Regions from separate parts of the Mus musculus genome. Here all the other regions are linked to region 2. The links are chromatin contacts, called in public Hi-C maps. All regions are on one chromosome and are shown on one strand. The core of a region is the stretch at or near the end of the contact, and the rest is flanking DNA. Distances in the headings are between cores, read along the strand shown. Region 1 has its middle 130 kb from the start of Gm40303. Region 2 has its middle 2.9 kb from the start of Gm40304. Region 3 has its middle 110 kb from the start of Gm40303.

Region 1 (3,493 bases), core at 529-3,028, 140 kb after region 2:
ACCCAATTACAGGAAAAATAGTGTTCAAAGTAGGAAGCTAGTTCTACGAATCCACATTTCCTCTGTTAGGCAATGAGCTAGCTGCATGGGGCGCAGCATCTGCTGACACATAGCACACTCATTCGGTTTGATTTCATTTATGTCAGAAAAAGACTATTTCCATTCAAGTCACACGCGGTGAAGGGTAGTGTGGTAAAGCGAGTCATTTTACTCCCTTTAACAGCAGCTTCCTCTTCTAGAATTTTCCAGCTCCAAGGCTTGGCAGGTTCTATGGTTTTGTGGCTACTCGAGGCTTCGAGCAATGCATCTAGCAGATACATTTGTAGACAAAGGGAAAGACTCTGGGTTTCCCCTTGCCTCTCTGTTCTGGGTCTGATGTTAGCAGATGGAAATAGAGATGTTTGTTATCAGTGGCCTAGGCTTTCTCTCTAACCCGGATGGATGTAGCTAAAGATAGTTATGGTCATGCACCCGGGCGTTTCCTCTGTTAACTCTAGGACCCTGTCTGTTATCCTCTAGCTAAGACTCTGTGTTCACCTCGAGGATGGTAACATTAACTGGTCTGCTCAGGGACATCTAGATGACTTCTTTTTGAGAAAAAATCTTTTGTTAGTCTTCTTCCCACTGTGTGAATCTAATACTGAAGCTTTCTGCTTCTAGATTTTTCGATGGGGCCTGTGAGAAACTCAAGGCTTGCATCACTGACTCATAGGGAAACAAATGGAGGCTTATTAGATGCCCTTTCTCTCTCTTATGTGGTGTGAGCAACAGCAAGAGTGTCTACCACTGTCAGCTGTCATTTCATGAGTTTCTATTTCTGTGATTTATGTCTCTGCTGTGTCATTTCAGGTGTCGCACCTTGGGGATGTTATGGCTAAGATAGGAGGTGATTTTCACTCATCAAAAATCGGCCCTTGTGTTTGACAGGGAAAGAAGGAAACCATTCTGTTATTAGTCTTTTAAGTGAATATTAACATCCCCATAAATCGATGATCACTGAAGAGCTCTAAAGTCTTTAGAGATTTAAAGATCTCTAGAAGAGAGATCTAAAGTTAAGTTTAATTTAGAAATGTCTATTACCTAATAGCTGCTTGGGTTAATAGGTTTCTAAGGCAGCTAATTTATTTGGGGCATGTTTTCAAAGGGAGTTGATTGGATGCATGTTTGTACTTCTAAAGGATTTACCAAAGAAGGTATTATTCAGTGGAAAGGGACAGGGGGATTACTGCTCCTCGTTATGTGAAGTTAGTGTGATCTATGTGCCTTGACTTCTGTGTACGTTCAAAGACACAGCTCTTCTTTGATATCTACAAGTAATGATGTTATGGGGTGCAAGGAAGCAAAAGAGGGAAACCTGAGTTTCAGAATAGAGTAAGCTGTTTGGATGAACACTGACACCGAGTAGGTCTCTTGTCCTCTTCTACGTATTCAAAGTTCTTCAAATAAATGTGCACATGCAGGAAAGGAAAAGAAAGAGAAAAGCCATCATTTGGTCTCAACAGTGTATCAGCCTAATTATATTAGACACTGGAGACCTGTGTGACTCCACTTTTGATCCATTCTTACGTGAAGTTCATTATTATCTGTTTTTAATCATTGCTCACTTCAAGAGTAGGACAATGGAGATACAGGAGAAACTTTGAAAGCATTTGGGGGCCTTCCCGAAAGCTTTGAAAAGCATTTCTTTGGAAACATTTCTGCTGAGGCAGCGGGCTGGGTGTGAGTGGGTGTTGGGATGGGTGTCTGGGCTTCCCCTTTTCAGATCTGTTTACCTTACACAAATCTCCATAGAAACAAGGCTTGTTTCTGAGGTGACTTGAGGGTTGCCCCGGAGGAACAAGCAGAAAGACAGAGAGCTGAAATTTTCCTATAATCCTAAGAAGGCCACCTATGGCAAGAAATCATGAGTTCTACTGTGCCTCTCCTTAAGACATAACCCTCAGAACTAAATAGTCTTTGTGTTACAGACAGAAACCTTTAACTCTGAACACTTACTCAAATCGTAAGTGACCCACCCATATTTACACCCGGCGTCTCTGACCCTGATACCCACGTTCTTCCTATAAAATGACACCCCCCAGGAGCCGTGATCTCTCCTCCCACATCCCCTACACATTTTCCAGTATGACATAAAACATACTGCACTTCATGTCACCTTCTTGAGGGTTAAAGAAGATTCTCGCAAGGAAAGGGATTCTAGGAAAAAGGAGAAATGGAGCAGATAACCCAAGATTAGAATCAGGAAATGTTTGGACAGCCTTGAATTTCCCCAGCAATACATGGGGTGACCCCAACTGAATACTGACTTCCTGTGACAACCTCTGGAATACAGATGGAAAAGACCGTAAGACAAGCACCCTGACTAGAGGTATCACCAGTACCTAGCACCGTCGGATTTCAGTAAGTGTGGGAAATACGTAGAAGTTTTTGAACTTCTGAGACACTAGGGCAGATCCTGTATTTGGGCTGTGAATTTAAAGAACTCAGCTATCAGGGACTAACAGATGAAGAGGTATGGTGTAAATGTAGAGACAACTGTGACCCCCATGTGCCCACATTTTCCCCTTGAGCCCCGAGGTGCTTGCTAACACTGCATCCCTGGACCATGAACCAAGTCTGCATCTTCTATCTGGCCTACTTCAACTAGAGCATTATGATTTTTCCTGAATTGCTCGAAACCTAATGCCTCTTTAATACACAGTATGCAGGCCCTAAACATAAGAATGCTCTCTGTTTCCCACAGAAAGTGGTCACCTTAGGGAAATGAAGGTTGATACCTACCGTGACATGATGGACAGGTCTTGTTCAAGCCACACCAACTGCCCCAGTTCTGTGATTTAAGATTGTTTCAGAACGTAGGTTTGTTTAAGTGCCACATCTCAGTCTCTACAGAAAACCCGGCGCAGCTCCGCAAAGCTCCCTTTTCATGGTGTTTACATTTTGCAGTTATTTTTGAGGAATGGTTTTCCAATGAATGTGTTTGATGGTTCTCTGTGGCTAACTTCAAGTTACGGGTTTTATATCACAGACATGGTTCCTGGGGTTGGAGAGATAGCTCAGTGACTAAAGGAGCCTGCTGTTCTTGAAGAGGACTGGAGTCCTGTTCCAAGTGTCCATGTTGGGTGGACCATGACCCACCATAACTCCAGCTCCAGGGGAGCTGATGTCCTCTCCTAGCCTCTAAGAGGACATGAATACACATATGCACATACATATGCATAGAACTCGCGAGAGCACACACACACTTACAAATGAAACAGAGAGAGAAAAGATATGAAGTCGTGTGAGTGGGGAGGTAGAAAGGATCTGGGACGAGTTGAAGGAGTGGGAAAACATGGTCAAAATATGTCGTATGATGTCTGTCCTCAGCATCAGCACGTGTGTGATTTAAAAAGCATCCAATAAGGTCCTTACTGCCTCAATCACTGTGACCAACTCACTGACTATGGACTTGGATGTCCTACTGGAGTGAATTGCCCAAACATTCACTAAA
Region 2 (3,733 bases), core at 1,223-3,722:
TTGCTGTGCAAGTGTGAAGACCTGAGTGAGGACCCCAGAGAGACAGAAAGGTCAAAAATATAGTGTGGACATCTGTAATCTGTTTTAAAATGTTATTTAGTTATTATATATACAATATTCTGTCTGCATGTATGCCTGCACACCAATAGAGGATACCAGATCTCATTATAGATGGTTGTGAGCCACCATGTGGTTTCTGGGGATTGAACTCAGGACGTCTAGAAGAGCAGACAGTGCTCTCAACCTCTGAGTCATTTCTCCAGCCGGAACATCTGTAATCTTAGTGCTTCTATGGACAGATAGGAGCAGAGACATGAGAGTCCTGTGGGAGTACTTGGGCCTGATTCAGAACAACAACAAGAAACAAACAAACAACAAAATGAGATGCTGTCTTCAACAAAGTGGAAGGTGAGGACCAATACCCAAGGTTTTCACCTCATCACCTATGTTCTGAGCACATGTGTGCCTGCACTTACACACCTGAGCATGCATCCATGCATGCAGCACATCCTGACAGAAGGTGAGAACTCATAAGCTGGAGCTTCACCGAGGAAGACACCCAGTATCAACTTCTGGCCACTGCACATACATGTGCATATACACACATATACCATACAAGCACACATATAAGTAAACACACACATTTAAAGAAAAACTTCTCTCATGTGGTTTCAGTTTTGTTTCTGTTTGTTTGTTCTGGTTTTTATTTTTGCCCTGGAAATCCCTGCCTTATTGGTCCTTCTACTTCCTAGACTCAGGACTGGCTATGGACGACTTAGTCAGGAAATATCCTAAGGATCAAAGCAAATGATTCCAGGCACTAGCAGCACAGGGACCTGGAATCTGCCGTGGACATGTGTGCACAGCCATAGGCAAATGCCCATTGTGCCTGTATTTATGTATACGCATGCAGTTTCACGTTGTACGGCAGCAGGATCATTCAGAGTAAATGAGAGGACACCTAGATTTGTGTGTTCCAGTCTCTCCCAGGCTTTTCCAAATTGAAGAGTCTGGCTTTCACAAAGGATACCAGGTTTTAGATAAAAGATCCCACAATGATTCTTCCTAGGTGTGATAAGAGGATATAACATGTGCTCAGAAAGGACAAGGTCATTGTTTGCAGAGTCTAGTGTCTGAAATTTATTTTTAATCTCAGAGGTCCCACTCTGAAGTTTCTGAGTCAGTTGTCTAAAGTAGAGTATGAAATGGTTGGAGATTTTAATAGCCATCCCAGGCTTTGTGTAGGCCTCGGAGCGGCAGCATTCAATATGGTCCTCTTCCCATGCAATGCTTAGACTATCCTATGGCAAGTATGCCTTTCCCTACTGAAGCTCTGGGTCCCTCCTAAGAGTAAGCATCAGTTACATTAATGTAGCTTAAGACAGAGTCATTGTCCTGAAGGAAACTTCCCTGAGGTCTAGTTGAGGAGGGAGCAAGACAGGCCGTGACTTTCTAGCAGGAAGCCACATGCCATCTGTCCCCCGCCATGACTGAGGTATGGGATCTTCACACCAGCTGCCTGGGCCAGGGTGCTCCCAGGAAAGGGTCTTCCAAAGTGCCCTACTTCCAACCTTCATCCACAAGGCCACAGTTAATTTTCCAAGGACTGATGAACTTCTAGAAGCTGAATATCATGGGGGTGGGTGGTGGGTGGGAAGCAAAACCTGATGCAGAGCTGAAATGGTCATGTTTAAAATGTCTAAGGACTGTCATCAAGCAAATATGGGAAATCGGCCACAGGCACAATTCCCAAACGTAGGGATTTGCTTTACTTATTTGCATAGGAAGAGTTTTATTTAATGGATGAAACAGAAGACTTAAATCCACTTACCTCCATGGCCCCACCCGTTCCTTACATTCATGGTCACATTCTTTGCATGGCCCTAATCCCTTCATGGTCCCATCCTCTGCCTGGTCCCACCCCCCTACCTGGCTGCTGGCTCCTTTTTTTCAGCTCAAATAGACTGGATAAGACACTCTGGTGTTTCGGTTTCTTAACTCCCAAGAAAGAAAATTATAAGAAAGACTTGTAAGCCAGACATGGTGGAAGATACACACCTATAATGTCAGCACTATAGAGATGTAGAGGCAGGAGGATCAGGAGTTCAAGGTCACCCTTGGCTACTTGGTGAATTGAGGCTAGTCTATAATGAAAGAAAGCCTGTCTTCAAAAACAAACAACTCAATAGTAGCAAACAAGAGGCTTCTAGCTGTTTGATAAGACGTTGAGACTCATGTGTGAGTTCCTGTGGAGTAGTCACCTCTGCAGCCTGGACAGAGAAGAAAAGCACAGGGCGCATGCTTTATTTCCCTGTACTCATTGCTGGCTAATTAGAAAACAGATTTGTTAAAGTTTTGGCCCAAAGAAAAAGCCCAAGGCTCAAAAAAGAGACCGAAGAGAGTGACATCATTTCCTCTGACTCTTCCCTGAGGGCGTCCTGGTGTTGGGGAGAATGACTCAGGGCCCAGAAATGAAGCAAAACAGAACAATTTCCAATACTGATGATTTTGGTCCCTAACCTTCCCCAGGAAAGGATGGTATTCATGGGGGTGGGGGGTGGGGGATAAAGGAGCAAGGGAGCAAGACCTGTTTGCTCACTGAACAGACAATAAGAGAAGAAAGAAGTTCAAGCCGGATCCTAACGTGTTTTTCTGTCCCTATCCCTCTCTGTATGTGTGCTAGCACATTCAGATCCCCCAAAGTTCTTGGAATATGATGTGGTGGTTTAGAAGCTTATCATTTCTGAGGTTTGTTTTTATTATTATGGGGTTGGAAGACATTTTCACTTTGACTTTTGCAAGCAGCTATTACTCCTCTCTTGAAATCATAGGTCCCCCATAATGCCGTGCGTGCTTCAGGAAGTTCATTCCTCTACCTCCAAGAATAGGACGCACTCAAAGTTTTTTGTTCTTGCTCAGTGAATGAAAAGAAGAACTAAAAGGAAGGCATGACTGTTCCTAGGGGGTGGAGGTCTTTATTATAGCTTTAAGGGGGAGTGTAAGCAGAGGTGTGGGGAAGAGTCCAGAGTGAACTGGGCCATGGAGGAGTTCAGGGCTGGGGGAGGACGGAGGAGAGAGAAAGAGGAGAAGGAGGGATGAGAGATGAGACTCAGATCCAGAGGCAAAGAGGCCAAGAAACCAGCATAGCCAAAATGGCTGACTTACATAGAAATCAAGGAGGCTGGGTAAGGGAAAACCTGTCTAGTCCCTGGGGCGGAGAGTTTAGGGTAGGGGTCAGGGTACACCAGCTGGCTTATCTCTGCAATAGGTCTGGTGATACTGAAGGAGACTGGCAGATTGGATCTGTTTCCATATGTTATTATGCACCTCAGTTAGCTATTTAAGACCCAACAGCTAGGTAATGTTAGAGTACTGATACTTCTATACAATGTATGTTAAATTCTTTGCATTAAAGGCATTTGAAAGAACATAGGGATTATTCTGACAGACCCCACAAGGCAGATCCTAGGAGTTTGTTAGTCAGGCTACTGAGACAGACAGACAGACGGACAGACAGACTCACTAGGTTGATCTAAAGCTCCATTGAATCCTACTGAAGCCTGGGAAGAAAGCATACCCCATTTTCAGCTCTCCCTGGAGCTTCTGAAAGTAGAGATAATTGCTATCTATGTTATCAGAAAGCATCAAGCTTAAGGCCACAGGACTTCTGCAAGAGCTGACTGAGAGACTCAGATTACAGAAGGAATCTGAGGAATCTAAGAAATGCCCTTGA
Region 3 (3,989 bases), core at 1,464-3,963, 160 kb after region 2:
CCCACAGCCTTGCTCATGTCTCCACGCGGCTGTTAGTGATTATCTACAGTATGTGTGTATATGACATGTCATTTTTGTTTTTTAATGAATGCTTTATTTGTGTTGGTCCCATCTTCCCCCTAGAGCACCAAAGACCTTTGAAGGTTGGGTTTCTGCTGTTTCTTTCTCTGTGCCTAATGACAACGTGCAGTGTGTAAGCCTGTGCTCCAAAGGGAGAGGACCATATGGGGGTTTCCAAAGACAACCAAGAGTCTTTCCACAGTCTTTCTTTCAGCGATGCAGAATGTGCTTTGCATACATTGCTTCCTTGCTCCTCGCCCTGCTGTGAGTGGTCCCTGATACGGCCATCACTATTGTCCCCTTTGTCCCATTCAATGGATGAATGAGTGTTTGAGAAGGTGGTGGCCACAGAACTCCAGCATGAGCCGGGGTGTCCACACCAAGCTCCATGTTTCCCCTGACCTGGGTGTGGTCAAATTGTGGAATAATTACTAGGGATTTAGTCTGTGCTGGGCTCTGAACCACTTCTGGCTTCACGATTCTGGCTTTGGAGGTTGCTACTCTCCTTACTTTTAGTAAGGAAATCAAGGTAACTGGTGGACAGGAGGCATGGGTGGTATGGTATGGTGTATATGCATGCGTATGTGAGGGTATGCGTGTCTGTGTAACATACAGACGTGTAACGCAGAGGTCAGAAGAGAGTGCAGGAACCACCCTCTATGGCTCTCCATCTTATTTGTTGAGACAGGGTGTCTGGCTGGCTGCAGAGCTCACAGCATCCCCCTGTCTCCACCCACTGCAGTTACAGGCAGGCACAGTCAAGCTCAGCCTTTGAGTGGGTGCTGGCGATTTGAACTCAGATTTTCCAGCTTTGACAGCAAGCACTCTGAGCCACTGAGCCATCTCCCAGACCCAAGAAAGCAAAACTGGAACTTAATCTAGCTTGCTCTAAGTCCTCAAATGTATCTTTTTTTTTTAGCTGTCATGTCAATTGTGGTATAAAAGGATGTGAATGAATGAACTTCCAGAATTCACTTTTCCACACCTCCCAGGCTGGCTCTACCGTTACACTGGGATTTAATTTCAGCTCCGTGGAAGGCGGCCAGCAGCAGGAGGAGGAGATAAGGGGGTGGGAGTGAGGGGGTGGGGGGAAATATGAGCAGAATACATGATATGCATGCATGAAGATGTCATAGTGAAAACCTTTATTTTAAACAATGCATACATATGTACATATATAAATATTAATATATAGGAGAATATTTCCATTGTATAAGTCTATGGCCCTGGAAAGGACACTAGGTCATTCTGAGTGTTTCTTCTTTCGGGCCATGGAGCTTAACTGAGCAGACAAAATTCCTATCTGGACTGTACCAGGCATGTTGTAAGGATTAAATAAAAGGGAAAACATGCACAAGCTTTCAACAAGCCCCACATGGAGTGAACACCCTGGAAATATTAACTTTCCCCCTCATAACAGCAGCCGTTTTTATTACTGCCCTGCTTCAGTCAGTCTGGCCCCAGCCTCTCTCGCAGGACCTTCTTCGCTAACATGTTGATGGAGCCGAAAAGGCCAGATTTCTGGGGAGCCTCGGATCCCCTCGGCTTATAACAGAACAGCCCCGGCAGCTGCCTTGTTGAGCCTGTGCGTGCAGCCAGGCTGTGAGGCCGAGGCCTTGCTGATGTCCTGTCCTAGCCAGCCTCCTTCGGCTGCCGCGCACATGTTCCATAAATGGGAATCATTAACCGGGAGGCTCATAAACACTCTCTCCCGACAAGGTTGTGCAGCGCGTGCCGACTGTGTGGCAATCTCTCAGGCAAGCCCCTGAGCCCAGATACAAGGCAGCCATCTGTGCATGTAAAAACCTGTGTGCCCTGAAAAGAAACTTCCAGGAGCCAGGGTCTACTTCCCTAGCTACCTGAACAAACTCTGTTTCTGTTCCCTCCATACAAACCTGGCTAGTTGGTTCATAATAATTAGCAGATAGGCTTTCCCTTCTCCCTGAGGGTGTTCGAAACTCACAATTTTCTTTGCATTTACAAAAACCTCAAGACAAAGAGGGAAGGTGGGGAGAGTGGTTGACAGTCTAGGTGAGACCAAAAGGAAGCCATTCTACTGTAAGCTCCTGCAAATACATTATGCAGAGAGCTTAAGACCCTGGTATTATCAAAAGAAACCAATATCGCTCATTCTCCATAGATGATGAAATAAGGGCCCTGAGATATAGAAAGACCCAAAACTTTCCTGCACTAGACTTATGCTAAATTGGGGGTGGGAGAGGCAGTAGGATCACAATGGGGTTGGATGTCTTAAGGGTACAGAAGGTAGCACTTCAGTTAATAGCCCTGGTGCAATCATGCAGACTGGAACTTTCCAAGAAGAGGGGATCAGATGTGTTCAGTGAATGATTCCTTGAGCAAAATTACATCAGCAGAAGACCTTGAGAGGAGGTAGTGTCATCTCTCTCAGCATCAGTTTCTCCATTCGCAAACTGGACGGATGAGAGAGCTATTGAGAGAAGCTGTCTTCACTGAAGCTGTATACAGAGACTTCGCATGAAGCCAGTCAGTTCTGAGCTAGAGGAGACCCAGGGCCAACCCCTGATGACACCATTGCCCTCTGCCAAGGGAACAGGAAGGATGGGGGCATTGGGAGATCAGAGGCATGGAAAGAGGAAGAGAAAAAGAGATGGGGTGAGGAGAAGGCGGAACAGAGAGAAGAGGCTGGGCTAGCTAGGAGGGGAAGAGGAGGCAGCAGCCTGCAGAGCAGGGGGATCCTGGGCTTCATAAGCAAGAGGAAAGGGCGCTTTGGCGGCAGCCCAGTTTCTGATGGGGGAAAAGGAGACAGTTGGTTCTCCGATGGCTGGCAGATGCCCTGGGCTCCAGCAGATTAAAGGTCCTTGCTCTCCTGTCATACACATAGCCTTTGTTAGATTATTGAGCACCATGGGGGCATGGCTGGACCAAGATCTGATGGCTATCCTCCCTGAGTGCTATGTTGTATGAAGAAGGCACACAGGACTTCAGAGAATTCCCAGGGCTGGAGGAGACACTCTGTTGTCCCTTTCCTGATATCCCTGCCCCCCTCCCCCATCTTCAGTCTCCTGGCCCATTTCAGGTCTTTGTCCCAACAGCACAACCTGCCTTTTCTTAGTTCCTGTTCCTGTTCTTGATGTTGTTTTGACTGTGGGTTTCATGTAGTCCTGACTGACCTTGAACTTGCTACATAGAGGTTGGTTTTGAATTCCTGATCCCTCTAGCTCCACATCCCAAGTGCTGGGATTACTGGCATGCACAACCATGCCCAATTTCTTCTTGAGCATTTTTGTTTGTTTGTTTGTTTTTTTTTGTTTGTTTGTTTGGTATGGATGAGAAAGAAAATGCGTAGGACACTCAAAAAGAAGACAGAGAAATGGGAATTAGGTGGGTGGGGCCACTTTTCCTGCTATGTCAGTGGTGGACCAAGAGGACCAGTAACAGATGCACTGCAGAGGCAGCCTTTCATGGACTGGGACCAATTGGTCACAGTAACAGAGATTAGATCAGTAACTGACAGGAAGGCCTGTTACTAGAGCACTGCCCACAGAGCTCTTACAGCGCCTCCCCTGGTTTGCTCTGGAAGTGACCCCAATGGTCTCCACTGGCTACCAGGAGCCCCACCCTCTATCCTTGCCTGCCTACCTTTTAGAAAGCCACCTTGTCTGTCAACAGCCCAAGGAAGAATGAGTGTATCTCTGCAGGAGTGGAGCTCCTCACTCATCCTCTTTCAGAACTCTGCATTTCTCTGGCTAGAGGAATACAGATGGTGCAGAGAAAGCCAGAGGACTAAAAGCCGCCTCTGACTTTTAGGCAGAACCCTTTGTAGGCAATTCTGACATTCATTATTGTCCCAGTCTCCCATTTCCTCCCCTTGCATTGCAAGCTCCTATATGAAGAATGTCATACTCTTCCTGGACCTTATTAGTTAGCTTTCTGTCTTCCTTGCTATC

What was found. Hi-C and Micro-C count contacts between places; a contact is called where the count stands out from the background.
Region 1: a contact with region 2 is called in a Hi-C map of bone marrow-derived macrophages, with 67 read pairs. The contact joins two enhancer-like sites. A contact is called at or near these places in 10 of 39 promoter capture datasets (3T3-L1-derived adipocytes, the C10 cell line, the HPC-7 cell line and 6 more), 2 of 15 datasets of contacts at CTCF or cohesin (CD8 T cells and the NIH/3T3 cell line), 11 of 484 Hi-C or Micro-C datasets (B cells, CD8 T cells, Th1 cells and 5 more), 13 of 115 datasets of contacts at active chromatin or transcription factors (CD8 T cells, the HPC-7 cell line, Th17 cells and 7 more) and 5 of 9 other capture datasets (adipose tissue, bone marrow-derived macrophages, liver and 2 more).
Region 3: a Hi-C map of bone marrow-derived macrophages shows a contact between it and region 2, with 62 read pairs. The contact joins two enhancer-like sites. A contact is called at or near these places in 16 of 39 promoter capture datasets (the 3T3-L1 cell line, 3T3-L1-derived adipocytes, the C10 cell line and 12 more), 1 of 15 datasets of contacts at CTCF or cohesin (the NIH/3T3 cell line), 6 of 484 Hi-C or Micro-C datasets (bone marrow-derived macrophages, cerebellar granule neurons, muscle stem cells and 2 more), 14 of 115 datasets of contacts at active chromatin or transcription factors (CD8 T cells, the HPC-7 cell line, the NIH/3T3 cell line and 6 more) and 6 of 9 other capture datasets (adipose tissue, bone marrow-derived macrophages, embryonic stem cells and 3 more).

What each region holds. Positions count from the first base shown.
Region 1 is chr5:53,399,531-53,403,023 of GRCm38.p6, reverse strand. No RefSeq gene overlaps it. Among named protein-coding and RNA genes, the nearest start is that of Gm40303, 130 kb to the right of the region's middle. Within about 2 kb of position 1,778, at least 105 of the 459 cell types and tissues checked have an H3K27ac peak or open chromatin away from gene starts, as enhancers often do. A contact at or near this core is called in CD8 T cells, the NIH/3T3 cell line, Th1 cells and 6 more, where this site is marked.
Region 2 is chr5:53,542,305-53,546,037 of GRCm38.p6, reverse strand. No RefSeq gene overlaps it. Among named protein-coding and RNA genes, the nearest start is that of Gm40304, 2.9 kb to the left of the region's middle. Within about 2 kb of position 2,472, at least 85 of the 459 cell types and tissues checked have an H3K27ac peak or open chromatin away from gene starts, as enhancers often do. A contact at or near this core is called in CD8 T cells, the NIH/3T3 cell line, Th1 cells and 9 more, where this site is marked.
Region 3 is chr5:53,377,490-53,381,478 of GRCm38.p6, reverse strand. No RefSeq gene overlaps it. Among named protein-coding and RNA genes, the nearest start is that of Gm40303, 110 kb to the right of the region's middle. Within about 2 kb of position 2,713, at least 130 of the 459 cell types and tissues checked have an H3K27ac peak or open chromatin away from gene starts, as enhancers often do. A contact at or near this core is called in the NIH/3T3 cell line, adipose tissue, bone marrow-derived macrophages and 3 more, where this site is marked.